Regions from separate parts of the Mus musculus genome. Here region 2 is linked to region 1. A link is a contact called in public HiChIP or PLAC-seq data. All regions are on one chromosome and are shown on one strand. Each heading gives the region's core, a stretch centred on a gene start, on an enhancer-like site or on the middle of the called end of the contact. The rest is flanking DNA. Distances are from core to core; before and after follow the strand shown.

Evidence for each region. HiChIP or PLAC-seq counts read pairs in DNA pulled down with a chosen protein or histone mark.
Region 2: an H3K27ac HiChIP or PLAC-seq map of bone marrow-derived dendritic cells shows a contact between it and region 1, with 2.8 times the contacts expected there. The contact joins the promoter of Rasgrp1 here to the enhancer-like site in region 1. A contact is called at or near these places in 3 of 39 promoter capture datasets (hippocampal neurons, macrophages and pre-B cells), 1 of 15 datasets of contacts at CTCF or cohesin (CD8 T cells), 28 of 484 Hi-C or Micro-C datasets (B cells, CD4 T cells, CD8 T cells and 17 more), 7 of 115 datasets of contacts at active chromatin or transcription factors (CD8 T cells, the SCID.adh cell line, Th17 cells and 3 more) and 3 of 9 other capture datasets (adipose tissue, liver and pancreatic islet).

The regions. Positions count from the first base shown.
Region 1 is chr2:117,301,877-117,307,799 of GRCm38.p6, forward strand. Rasgrp1 (RAS guanyl releasing protein 1) reads right to left here. Exons shown (of 17, transcript NM_011246.3): 3 at 3,902-4,007; 4 at 85-147. Among named protein-coding and RNA genes, the nearest start is that of Rasgrp1, 38 kb to the right of the region's middle. Within about 2 kb of position 2,280, at least 73 of the 459 cell types and tissues checked have an H3K27ac peak or open chromatin away from gene starts, as enhancers often do. A contact at or near this core is called in B cells, CD8 T cells, Th1 cells and 7 more, where this site is marked.
Region 2 is chr2:117,339,717-117,345,639 of GRCm38.p6, forward strand. It overlaps Rasgrp1 (RAS guanyl releasing protein 1), which reads right to left and starts at 3,161. Exons shown (of 17, transcript NM_011246.3): 1 at 2,959-3,161. The coding sequence starts at 2,993.

The DNA of each region.
Region 1 (5,923 bases), core at 1,030-3,529:
GGAGGACCAGCAGGAGACACATTGTAGGCAGCAGCTTTTCATCCCATCTCACGCCACACAGTCTCCAGATCACAGACACATTACCTGACAAAATAGCAGATCTTCAGGCAAACTCCTGGAGAATTCTTTTCCAGGGCATCCTTATATGTAGGGTCATGGTTAAGGAAAATGGAAGCTGTATTATAGAAACCATAAAATACTTTGGAAGTATTTATCAAGTTAATCCCTAAAATGTGGGCAAATTGCCTCTTGTATATGCCCAAGTGACTAGGAGACCAACTGAATGAATGAGTTAGAAAGAGATCCCTTTTGTCTTTTAAAATTTTTATAGTAACTGATGTATGCATAACTAGGCAGTGATTTAGAGAACTCTCTATATGTATTCAAATGCATTGAAAATTAACACCAATACCATGAACATCACACACACACACACACACACACACACACACACACACACACACACACGGTAGGCATTAGTTGACTAACCTTGTATACTACCTGGCAAGACAGACAAAGCGATGGAACAATACAAAATCATACAACCAAAGAGCATTGTATCAGTCTTTATAATTATGAATATTTTGAAAGAATAGAAGAACATCCCGGTGTTTAAATGACTTTTGAGGTACAAGGCAAGGATATTTGTTTATTTAAGAATCAGATGAGAACTCTAGTCCAGTGGTGAATGCGGTGTGACCTAACATCTTTCTTCTTGACATACTGAAGAGCAAGCTACCTCCCTGTCTATCCCACAAGGCTATGGCTTCTTTCTCTTTTAACAATGGGGACAGGATAATTGCAACAACCAGCTGAGAGCGCGTAACTGGAATGGAATCGGCCCTCTCTCAGTAGGTGTGAAACTACTAGAAACCTTTGGAAAACTTTGAGTTAAACACAGAAAAGGCGGTGTTCAAGAACCACAGTGTTGTGTTAATGAGGAAGGCCTAAGTGCATTTTGAAATCATGTATACCTCAATGATTTTGAGCATCTTGGACCCACAGGTTTGAAACTTCAGTGTTAGACATTTGACTTAAGTGCAGTAGATAAGTGGTTTTAAGTTTAAATCTTACTTATTTTATGCTCAGTTTTAGAATACCTAAGATAATGTTAACCCATTGGATAAATTGCAGCTCAAGAAAGATAAACCTAAAATGTAAACCTTAAAGGTGAGCAAACTAAACTGGAAAACACAAAGAATTATGGAAAAATGTGTAATTTTAATAAATAGAGGACTAATTTGGAAATTAAATGTGAATATTATTTATCTCTTATTAAATATATCCTTGAAATTAGAGCAAGTGCACACTCAGGTCCTCCCAGGTCCTCATGTGATCTCTCCCCTGAGCACACTTGCACACAGGGTCTTCTCACTCAGAAACCTTTTGTGGGTAGTTTCACACAATGATGTCCTCCACCAATCTGTAGGCCCGAGATAATTTTTAAGTTTCCATTTGTCTATCATAAGCTGTTTTCTGGAAGGTCTGGACTGGTTTGTCCTGCTAACATTTTATGTATTCAGATGTATTTGTTAGCTTGCCCCTTGTGTTTTTGTTTTCCCTAACTCCTCTTAGCATACCAGTTTCTTTTCAACTCTGCATTGGCTCTGTATTTTCAATTGTAGGCAACAATACCATTGCCTAAACAAGAAGCAGCAGTCTTGAGCCTGCTGCCTTTGCCATGGCCCAGCAGCCAAGGGCTCAGGGACTTCCTCTTTCTGAAGGATGCTTGGAAGCTTCCAAGCATGAGGACTACCAAGGGCTGTAGAAAACACAACTCCTATGCACAAAGTACTGGGAAGCAAGGGAGGAGGGTACACTGCAAAACAAACCAGCCACTTTGACTTAACATTGAAATCTTAGCTCTTTCAAAAGAGGTGTGCGCGTGCGCGCATGTGAGGGTATGGTTTAGAAGTCCTTGGGGAAAGGCCTCAGAGGCATGGGCTCTCATGATGTCCAGTGCTTCTGTAAGGTATGAGCAAAGTCCACTGGGCCTGGCAGCTGGGAGGCCACAGCAACAGCAGAGGAAAGTCTGAGTGCTTGGGTAGCAGCCGCAGTCATGCTTAGCAGCTAGTGGGAGTAGAGATTGGAGATTGTGAAGGCAGACTATTTAAGAAGGTTTCACATCAAATTTCTAATCCTAACAGTCGAATAAAGGGGAAACAGGGTTAAGAGTTTATTTTTAGATGAGGGACATTTGAATGTGTCATGGCTGGGGAGCAGGTGCCACTGAAAGTCTGAGCAACAGCACAGAGGGGCGGGGGTAGAGTGTGGAGGATGTGATGGGCGGGCAGTGTAGGGGTTGCTGCAGAAACAGCATCCAGCGGTGCCCCAAAGGAGGCCACTCAAGTGCATGTAGTCCCGAGACCAGCACATTTTGAGGAAGGAGTGCTTAATTGCTGGTGTTGTTCACAGTTGCTGGTGCACAGAGTCATAAAAAAACAGGTTGAATTGGTTTGAAACGCTCCGCAGAGGCGGTGTCTACTCATCACAAGTATCTCTCATTAGGTGGCCCTCCCAACGCTCTACCCTGGTATACGGGTCTCTGAGATGGAAGATACAGCTTTATGGCAGTTCAGAGAAGGGCTGTTGTGTTTCCTTTTTCTATGCCAGATTGTAGTGTTTCTTGTGTTTCCTGGAAAAGGATTTGCACAGTCACATGTCCTGACTCAGCCCCAGAGACCTGGGCCTCAGGCGCTAGCTAACTGGTTTCATGTTTCTGACTGCACTTTTCCTTTGAGGACAATGGCTCACAGTATCACCAGCATTTTGAAGGAGAAAGCAGGCAACATCCATATCCTACTACAGGAGGTCTGACATAGGATTTTCCCTGTCCAATTTCATTATTGCAGGGGAGGCTTGTGATTGGACAGGGAAAAGGGAGGCAGACCGAAGAGTTACAGAGACAGAGAGGTCTCAGGAGGAGGGAGAAGAAGAATGGAGGCTGACATGGTGTTATCAAAAGCTTATAATAATTGGGTTAAAGCGTTATCATTATCAATTTTCTCTGAAATTATTTATTGGCATCTTGTAAAGTGTGATCTTATTGATACATAAATCTAATTAATTAACTATAAGCTTGAGTCTTGATTTTACCAGGTTATTAAACCGTGAGGATGGTGGATCTATTTGGCTACTGGAGTATGGGACTGCTGGTTACAAGGGATTATAGCAGAGAGGGAACTAGTGGCTCGCAGGACAAGTTAGACAGATGCTGAGGGGGCTAGCTCCAGAGAGTTGGCAGCTACGGTGGCAGGAGCATGGGAGCATGATCAAGTCTTGCAGAGAGTTGGCATCTATGGTGGCAGGAGCATGGGAGCATGATCAAGTCTTGCAGAGAGTTGGCGGGTTCAATTTTTAATATTTCCCACAACAGAGGTCCACATCGAGCAAGGTCTAACTAGCCCACAGTTAGTAATACAGTCTAGACCAAGAAGGCAATGTAGTACAGATCATGTAGCTAAACCTTTTCTCAGAGCCCAGGAGGGCTGAAGAACTCACAAGAAGTCCCGCAAGAAATGCACCATTCAGGATTCACAGTTGTCCTGGTAAGCCTGTGCAGCCTGAATATAATTTGCAACTAATGTATAATGAAAGATTAAAAAAATAATAGGCGATATTAATGTTACCTGCATTTGTATATTGACTTTCTTGACCATCTACCACAGAGAGAAATCTGCATAAATAATATTGTCTTACCTAAAGGAAACTACACACACAGGTGCAGACATATATAAACACACAGATTTGTGCACACATACCACACACACACCATTGCTCAAACACACAACCACATCCTTACAGGGAGAGTTAAAGGCACTTAATGCTCACTTTTACTCCAAATTAACTAAAATGAAAGCACACTTGAAGCAGCGGCATACTTTCTGATGCCCAAGGATATAGATTCATGACTTTTTGTAGCAGCTCGGCTGAGGAGATGATGATCCGGTGCATGGTTAGCATGACTTGTAACAGTTGGTTATTCCGACACAGGTTTCCATCCGCATCTGAAAGTGCAAAGAACAGCATGTGAGTCTCTCAGAAAGAGATGGGGGGTAGGGTGGGGGGTGGGACCCTGACCCTCTTTCAAAACTCCAGGGGACAGACAGCTTAGGGCTGTTCAAACACAGCTCTTTCAGCTGCCAGCACCTTCACCTTGTCTTTCCTCCTGGATTTTACCATCCTCCTGTACCCCTTGCCTATCCCTAATTGATTATGAAGCAAGAGGTGATAGTGTCTTATCAAAGGATAAAGTCTACATCCAGATGGAAAGCAGAGGTAGCTGTGGGATTTATGGAACCCACCATTTATGCAATTGGGGGTTGAGAGGGACTTTCTCTAGCATCAGAGTAGGAAGCCACAGGATTAATATGTAGTTAGAATAAATATCTTTCAAAAGTTTTACAAAGGCACATGGCTAGTTGGGTGCATTTCTAGGGCTGTCTCCTGGCCTTGGACACGCAAGTGAGGGTTCTCAAGTCCAAGTTGTCCTATTACTAAGGTCCCTGTGGTGAAATGAAAGTAAACATTACATATGAAGAGTGGTGGTGGACTTTGAGGGGCCATGATGATTTGCAAAAAGCACCACTAGCTGCGTATTTCCACATCCCATTGGGTAGCAAGCTGTGTTCTATACAGTAGCATGGAGGGTAAAGATGCCCTTTGGCGTGCTTTTCAGAACTGCCTTTGTTTCTATGGCATGGAATGTCAGGGGTTGTGCTGCTTATTTCTACCCTGTCTACTCACTGACTTTCACCATGAATCTCATTAGTCAGTAACACTTGCTAGCTGGGCTCCACTTGGCTTTAGTCTTTTGAAACAACCAGCAAGGAATGGGAGGAGAAAGAAGTTCAGGTTGTTTCTTTCTCATTCCTCTCTGCTTTGACCTGTTTTCTACCTCCTGAGTGAGTTGTCCCTCATGGCTAAGATGCTCTCTGGTCTCTCAGTCTTATCTCCTAACTTATTGGACCTAAGGAATGACTGCTGGTGGTTCAGTACTTCTGGTGTAACATCTTTCAATTTCATGCTTATCTCCACAAGTAGATCTATCTATATCTATTTCTATCTATCTATCTATCTATCTGTCTGTCTGTCTGTCTGTGGTGGTTTGTATATGCTCAGTTCAGGGAGTGGCACTATTAGAAGGGGTGGCCCTGTTGGAGTAGGTGTGTCACTGTGGGTTTCAGCTTTAAGACCTTCATCCTAGCTTCCTGGAAGCCAGTATTCTGCTGGCAGTCTTCAGATGAAGACGTAGAACCCTCAGCTCATCCCGCACCATGCCAACTCGGATGCTGCCATGTTCTCGCCTTGATGATAATGGACTGAATCTCTGAATCTGTAGGCCAGGCCAAATTAAAAGTTTTCCTTATAAGAGTTGCCTTGGTCATGGTGTCTGTTCACAGCAGTAAAACCCTAACTAAGACTCATCTATCTATCTATCTATCTATCTATCTATCTATCTATCTATCTATCTATCTATCTGAACTACTGTCCATCTATAATACTTTTGAAAATACATTGTAAAAGTAGTGATCATTTTCATTCTGTTCAGTAAGTTGTAAGTACAAAACATGGTCTCAGAAGTCCTGAATCCCCAAATGCTGATTTAAAATCACATGTCACTGAGAAAACTTGAGTGCTTACTGGCTCTCTATAGCCCTCATTGCTTGCCTCCCCTTTACCATGGAAGGGCATGTGGAAGCCTACATCTCCTCTCTGTTCCCTTCTCCTCTTTACAAGACTGCTAAGCTTATTTATGCTGGTGAGCCTTCAGTATCCACATTTTCCCTGTTGGTTTTTATGCCCACTGACATTTAACTGTGCTCCTGTGTTTTCTACATAAACCAAAAGTAAATTGATGCTGCATCTCTACATTTATGTTTTCCTCTTCTTCAAGATCTCAGGGTCCCTCAGGGTTACCCCC
Region 2 (5,923 bases), core at 1,911-4,410, 39 kb after region 1:
AAGCAGAGGGCAAAGCACTTCCAGGGGCTGGGTGGAAGAGCTCCTCTGACAAGGTCTAAACCTCACTCAGAAGAGGCCAAACAAATCCTTAGTTAAAACAAGCAAGCAAGCAAGCAAGCAAGCAAGCAAGCAAGCAAACAAACAAACAAACAGAAATCCACCCCGCCCCCACCCTGGGCACACCTGGGTTTGTAGAAATCAGCCTGCACAAAGACAGTACCCTGAACACAGGACACACCACACAGCCAGACTCCAGGAGTCACCTTGGCCCTTCCAGTTCTGCTCCAACTTCAGAGCATCGGGCTGTGGTGTGCATGGAGCTCAGTTCCAAGCTAGGACCAATAAAGCACAGTCACCCTGGTGACTTGGAACATGCTAACCCAAGCCAACGACTCCCAAAGAATCAGGTTGGTGCTGCAGAAATCCACTAAACTCTTGACCACCACCGTCTTTTATCCAGACCCTGAGACTGTCAGATCAGTGTCTGAGAATAAACTGATAACCTGAAAACAGCAACAGTCTGCATGAAGTTTCCATGTTCCAAAGATACTGTGCAGGAATTTGCATTGTGTCTGAAGCTACAGTCTAGAAAGATACGACCTTGTGATATGAAACTGAGTCCTACACATACTGAGGCTGTTCATATGGGCTATCTCAGGGACTAGTATCTGGGGTCCCTCTTGCTTTTATTCATCTAGTAGGCTTTATTATTATTTTTTTTTACATGAAACTGTGTGTTTATTCCTGCACTGAAATTGGTGAGTAGATTGTCAAGAGCCCAAAAGGGCTTATTCAATGTATAACAACCGTGTGCTTCAGAAAGATGGCTGGTGATGCAGAGGCAGCGTCTCAGCTCTTCCTTGTTTAGTAGGTTCCTGAAATGGTCACCAGGACCCAAGAGCTGGCTAGTCGTCTCTCCACAGTCCTTTCCCAAACACCTACAGCTATGCAATAGAGATATATTGGCCACAGATGCACAGCAGGTTAGCAGCCAGCTTCCTTAGCACCAAGCCACACTTCCTAGCTTGGCTCCCTTCCCTTCCTAGAAAAAAGACAACTACCTAAACCTAGCCCAGTGAGGAGCAATTCAGAGGGCATGAGAAACTAGGGAAGGCAAAGTGTTAAAAGCCAACAGCACTCTGTGCACATGTAAGCTTTGTCTAGTCTCTTGACTGCTTGCCCTGGAAAAACTCTCAGGTCACATTCTCTTTTTCTTTCTTTCTTTACATTTTTTTTAAAAAGAATTTTTTTTAGCTTGTTTTGGTTTTGTTTGTTTGTTTGTTTTGTTTTTCTTTTTGTGAGACAGGGGTCTTACTATGTGGCTTGAAACTCTGTATTAGTCTTTTCTATTCAGTGCTGGGATTGCAAATATGCCCCCATCATACCTGATTGAAAACGAACAATCCTATCACTCCACCAAGATGCAACCAAAGGAATTAAAAGAAATATCTTAATTTCTTTCTTACATGATGCTAGGGACCAAAGTCAGGATTGTTGCATGCCAGGCAAACACTCTTCACCAAGCTAGATCCCCGCTTCACGTCCTCTGCCCTCTCCCCTCCCTCCACCTCTTGGTGAGATGGTTGTAGGTAAGGATTTTTACAGTGCTTTATGATAGGCAACTTTGAGAGTGCTTTAACCATCTGAAGAGTGAACAGCCTCTAATTCTACAAAGTCATGATTTTAAAGGGCAGTAGCCACACGTTTCCAGTTAAACTTATGAATTAAATAAAACAAAATAACAACAATAACAGCAAAAACAAAAGCTTGAAAGAAACCCAGTAACTTCAAGATGTTTTCTCAGCCCTGCAGTAGTTAGCGTCTGCCTTCCCCACCCCACAGAGCCTGGGGAGAGGTTTCGAAGTATGAACCGATTTGGGGGACTTAGTCTCCAGGCACAGTTATCCACAGGGCAAAGGAGGAAACAGAGGAGGGCCGGGACATCTCATAGTTGTTTATAAGAAAAGGCAGCTTTCACAGGGCCATTTCTGCTGAGTGTAGCTTCCAGTCCTGCCCCACACCGCCAATAATGCAGAGTTAATTCAATGGACTAACCCATTATAGTGTAGCGCAAGGTAAGGTTGAGAACACTCAGGGGATGATATGGCCCAACAGGGAATTTTAATGGGCATAGTTACAGATCAGGCATGGTGCCGTCATATCGGAGTCCACGTGAATGGCGTTGTGAAGGACACAACGTTCTCGGCCCTAACAAAGGCTAAGTGGTGTCCAGGCAGTTACGGGGTCCTGGTGTTTTGAGGACAAACACTAAATTTCTTGACATCCCTCCAACCCCCACCCCAGGCTCCTTATTGCTGCCCAAGAGATAGACTGTTCATAGCCATTCTTCCTTCACCTTCCGTCTCCCAAACATCTCTGTAGAGTATAAGGGGAGGGGTGTAGACTCATAGACCATTGATTTGGAAACTTCTTTTTCCTCAAAGGGCAGCCAAGCACTGCCACCTCCGCTTGCAGCCATTGCCGCCAGTCGCTCCTGAAAGGCCAGGAGAGTCCGCAAGGTGGCGCTGTCCTAGACCCGCGCCCGCAGCGGGTGCCAAGGGCACGGAAAGTGTGCGAGTGGGAGTTCCCGGGGGGTGCCCAGACCGAGAGCATCCAGGGAGGTCGACTGTTGTGGGCGCTGGGTAGGTGAAAGGTTTGGCTGGGCTCAGACCACTCCAGATCTGCCCAGGTGACCTGTGGCCTCGCCACCCCAGCAACCCCAACTCTTTCTTCCCGACCTGGTGTGCTGGACTCTGAGGTTGTCTGTATCACGCCTATCTTGACCTGGCTCCCAGGTCCCCGATCATGGTCTACCCCTGTAGGCAACTCTCCTCCGAGGGAGGCGCCCTGGTCGTCTAGTCCCTCCTGGTACCCACTGGAGAGGACCACAGGGCACACCGCTCAGCTATCCTTCCCCAGTAGAGGTGCAGCGCTCTCCGAGGAGACGCAGCTACTCACCGCGGAGCCTCTCTCGCCTTGCCCAGGGTTCCCATGGTCGCGGCTCTCTGCGCCCCTGGAGCCGTCTCACCTAGAGCGGTGGGATCGGCTCGGCCGGGCGCCGCGCATCCCTCGGCCGCCGCTGGCCCTCGCAGCCCGGAGCCGACCACTCTTGGAGCCCGGCGAGCCGACCCAGGCTCACCCGCAGGCACAAAGTTTGTGCGAGCGCGCTCCCTACGCTCGCTCCCGCGCGCGCACACACTCTCTCGCACCAACCACCTGACAGGCGTTGATGTTATCATCAGGCTGGAGGAAACGTGGGGCGCCCTCAGTTCTTCTTCGAATCCTGCCCCCATTACTTGGTAGCGCCCCGAGGAGTTGCGCCGCCCTAGCGTCTCCCTTCATCCCCGCCTGCCATTCATCTCTCCCAGCCCAAGAGTTAGGTCCGAGGGGTGCAGAGTGAGTTGCCCCGAAATTGACAAAGCTAGAGCCTTGCGAAGAGTTGCCTCCACCCAAGGCTACGAGTCCCCTAGGGGGGTGGGGGTGGGGGCTCTGCTGAGACCCTTTCCCGGATGGCAGGACTGTCTTGTATGTATCAGTGAGGGTACACAGTCGGGTCTGGGCAAGGAAGGCAGAACCCCCCTAAACTACTACGCACTTAGTTCTCTTTGGCATATTTAAAAAAAGAGAAGACTTAGCTGTGTGCACTGCACTACGGAGGAGGCGGTGGGTGTGGAGGTGAGCTGTCAGGTTAGAGGCTGCTGCTTGGGAGTTTGTGGGTGTGGTAGACCAAGAGAGCCAAGTGGGAGTGGAAGGCTAGGGGAGGGGCTTTCTTGCAATGTCAGCGTGCCAGCAGACCTGGCCAAGAGGGGAGACCTACCTGCTACTTGTCTGGAACATGGCCACGGTAATACCAACAGCTAATGCTGATCCAGTGCTGTTTCCTACATGTTACCTCGTTAAGCCACCCCTCCAAACGCAAAGAGGGCACTGCGTAAGATTTAGAGAACACCAGGCTCTCACAGCCAGTAAACCGAAAAGAGAGGTGGCCCAGACTGAGCTCTGCCTGGCGTCTCTAAGTCCCTGCTGGACTGGCCTAATAACACCCTCGTTATTGCTATCACATCCCGTGATCTTCCCAGCCACAACGTTCTGGACTTTAAGACCTCCTTCTGCTATAACGCGTGCATTTCCTCATGTTTATGTGCAATGTTGTCCTAGAAAAGAATTCAGGATCACTTACAAGAATACACAACCTACAAAAATAAGTATGAGAAACAACAGCAACAAAACAAGGCCGATAAAATGGGGCCAGAAGTGGAGAGCAGTCTAAAATTACATACCAATGTATGCTTACACATTTGGAAAACAGAATCTACTACACACTTGCTTCAAAGGGGTCAGCCAAGCCCAAGAGGAAGGTCTACATAGTTCAGTTCCTTACATATGAAAGACACCCCCACCCCCACCCCCCAAAAAAGGAAGAAAACAAAAAGAAACAGAAAAAAAATGTTTAAAAGATCCGAGGTTCTTGTCACAGAGCCTGAAAAGACGTTTCTCCTGAGGATACTCCCGAGCATTAGTGATGTCACCTCGGGGTCATGCAGGATGAGGGCAGAACAGATACAGGCAAACATAGAGATGAAGACGGTATGCAGGGTGGCGTCACTGGGAGCAGTTTTGGATGAGGTGAGAGCCCCCCTTACTTTTCCCAAAATGATGGAATACTTGTGATAGATCCAGATAGTACTCACCTGAGACCTCCCGTGAGCTTCACCTACTCCTCCCTCAGCAACCTGCCTCCCCTAACCTTCTAAAACTCATGTCAGCTTCCTTTCCCTCTTCACCTCCTGTCCTGTGCACAGTCTCCTGTGCATATGAAGCACTTCCAACTGGGCACCAACTGTCTCCTTCTTCCCACCCCATCTTGCCCCCTTTCCTGCTGCTTCTTCCCTTCTCACTGGTACAGCCCATGTCTCTGTGGCAGCCAGGATCCACTCAGTCTTTCTTCCTCTTCTCAATCGGGTTCTTAACGAAGGTCCACAGACCTTTTGCTCACCCGAGGGACTCCTTTGCAACCGCAGCCCTACTTTCTGGATATGTTTTTTTTCTTGGAGGAATGGTTTAATTGTCATTGGCTTTTCTATATGATCCAGGCTTAAGTGAGGTGGTTTCGTTTTTCTTTCATGGCTTCAACATGACCCACAGGGGTCCGCTGAGTATCTACACTTGGCATCTAGTAGAGACATTTCTCTCCATCATTCCCTTGTATTGTCACTTCCTTTCTGTCTCCAAAGCCACAAACCCGTGTGTATTCCCATCATCCCCCACCTGGATCTATGGGGTAGACTGCATTCCCTAATTTTGACATCTCCTTTCTCTGGACCGCCCCCCACCCCCTACACCACTGCATGGTTGCACTACTGTGTTCTTTCTCTGTTTCCAAACTTTAGGAACCACCCTCCCCTCCAATTACCTAGAAAATGAGAGTTAGATATCATAGCATTGTGTACTCTCATGGATGGACCCTCCTGTCTGGTTGGCCTCCAGCCGTGGTCTGCTGGGTACCTGACTTCTCACATTATACTCTCATCACTCCTGCCGTGCCCTTTGCTTGTGTGCTTGCTTCTGCCTTCCATCTCTCCTTACTTGGTAACCATACAAAGGTGGAGTTATACCCAGCCTATCTAGAATACCCAGGTTACCCTAGAGGGCAGACATGGGTACAGGCTATACACACCTTCTTCTGACCTGGCCTGATGACTGGCTATGCTTGGGGAATCTACATGGCATTGCCTAAGACTTAATCGCCCTTTTAAGATATAATTACCAGATGTCTCCCTAGTGTCATATGCTGTTCTTGTTACTGAGAGTCTTGGAGAGAACAAGACAGGCAAGGTCCTTGTGTTCATGAGCTCGCATGTCTAGTACATGGACAGTAACCAAGGCAGCAAATAAATGAACATATAAATATGTTGTGACTTTA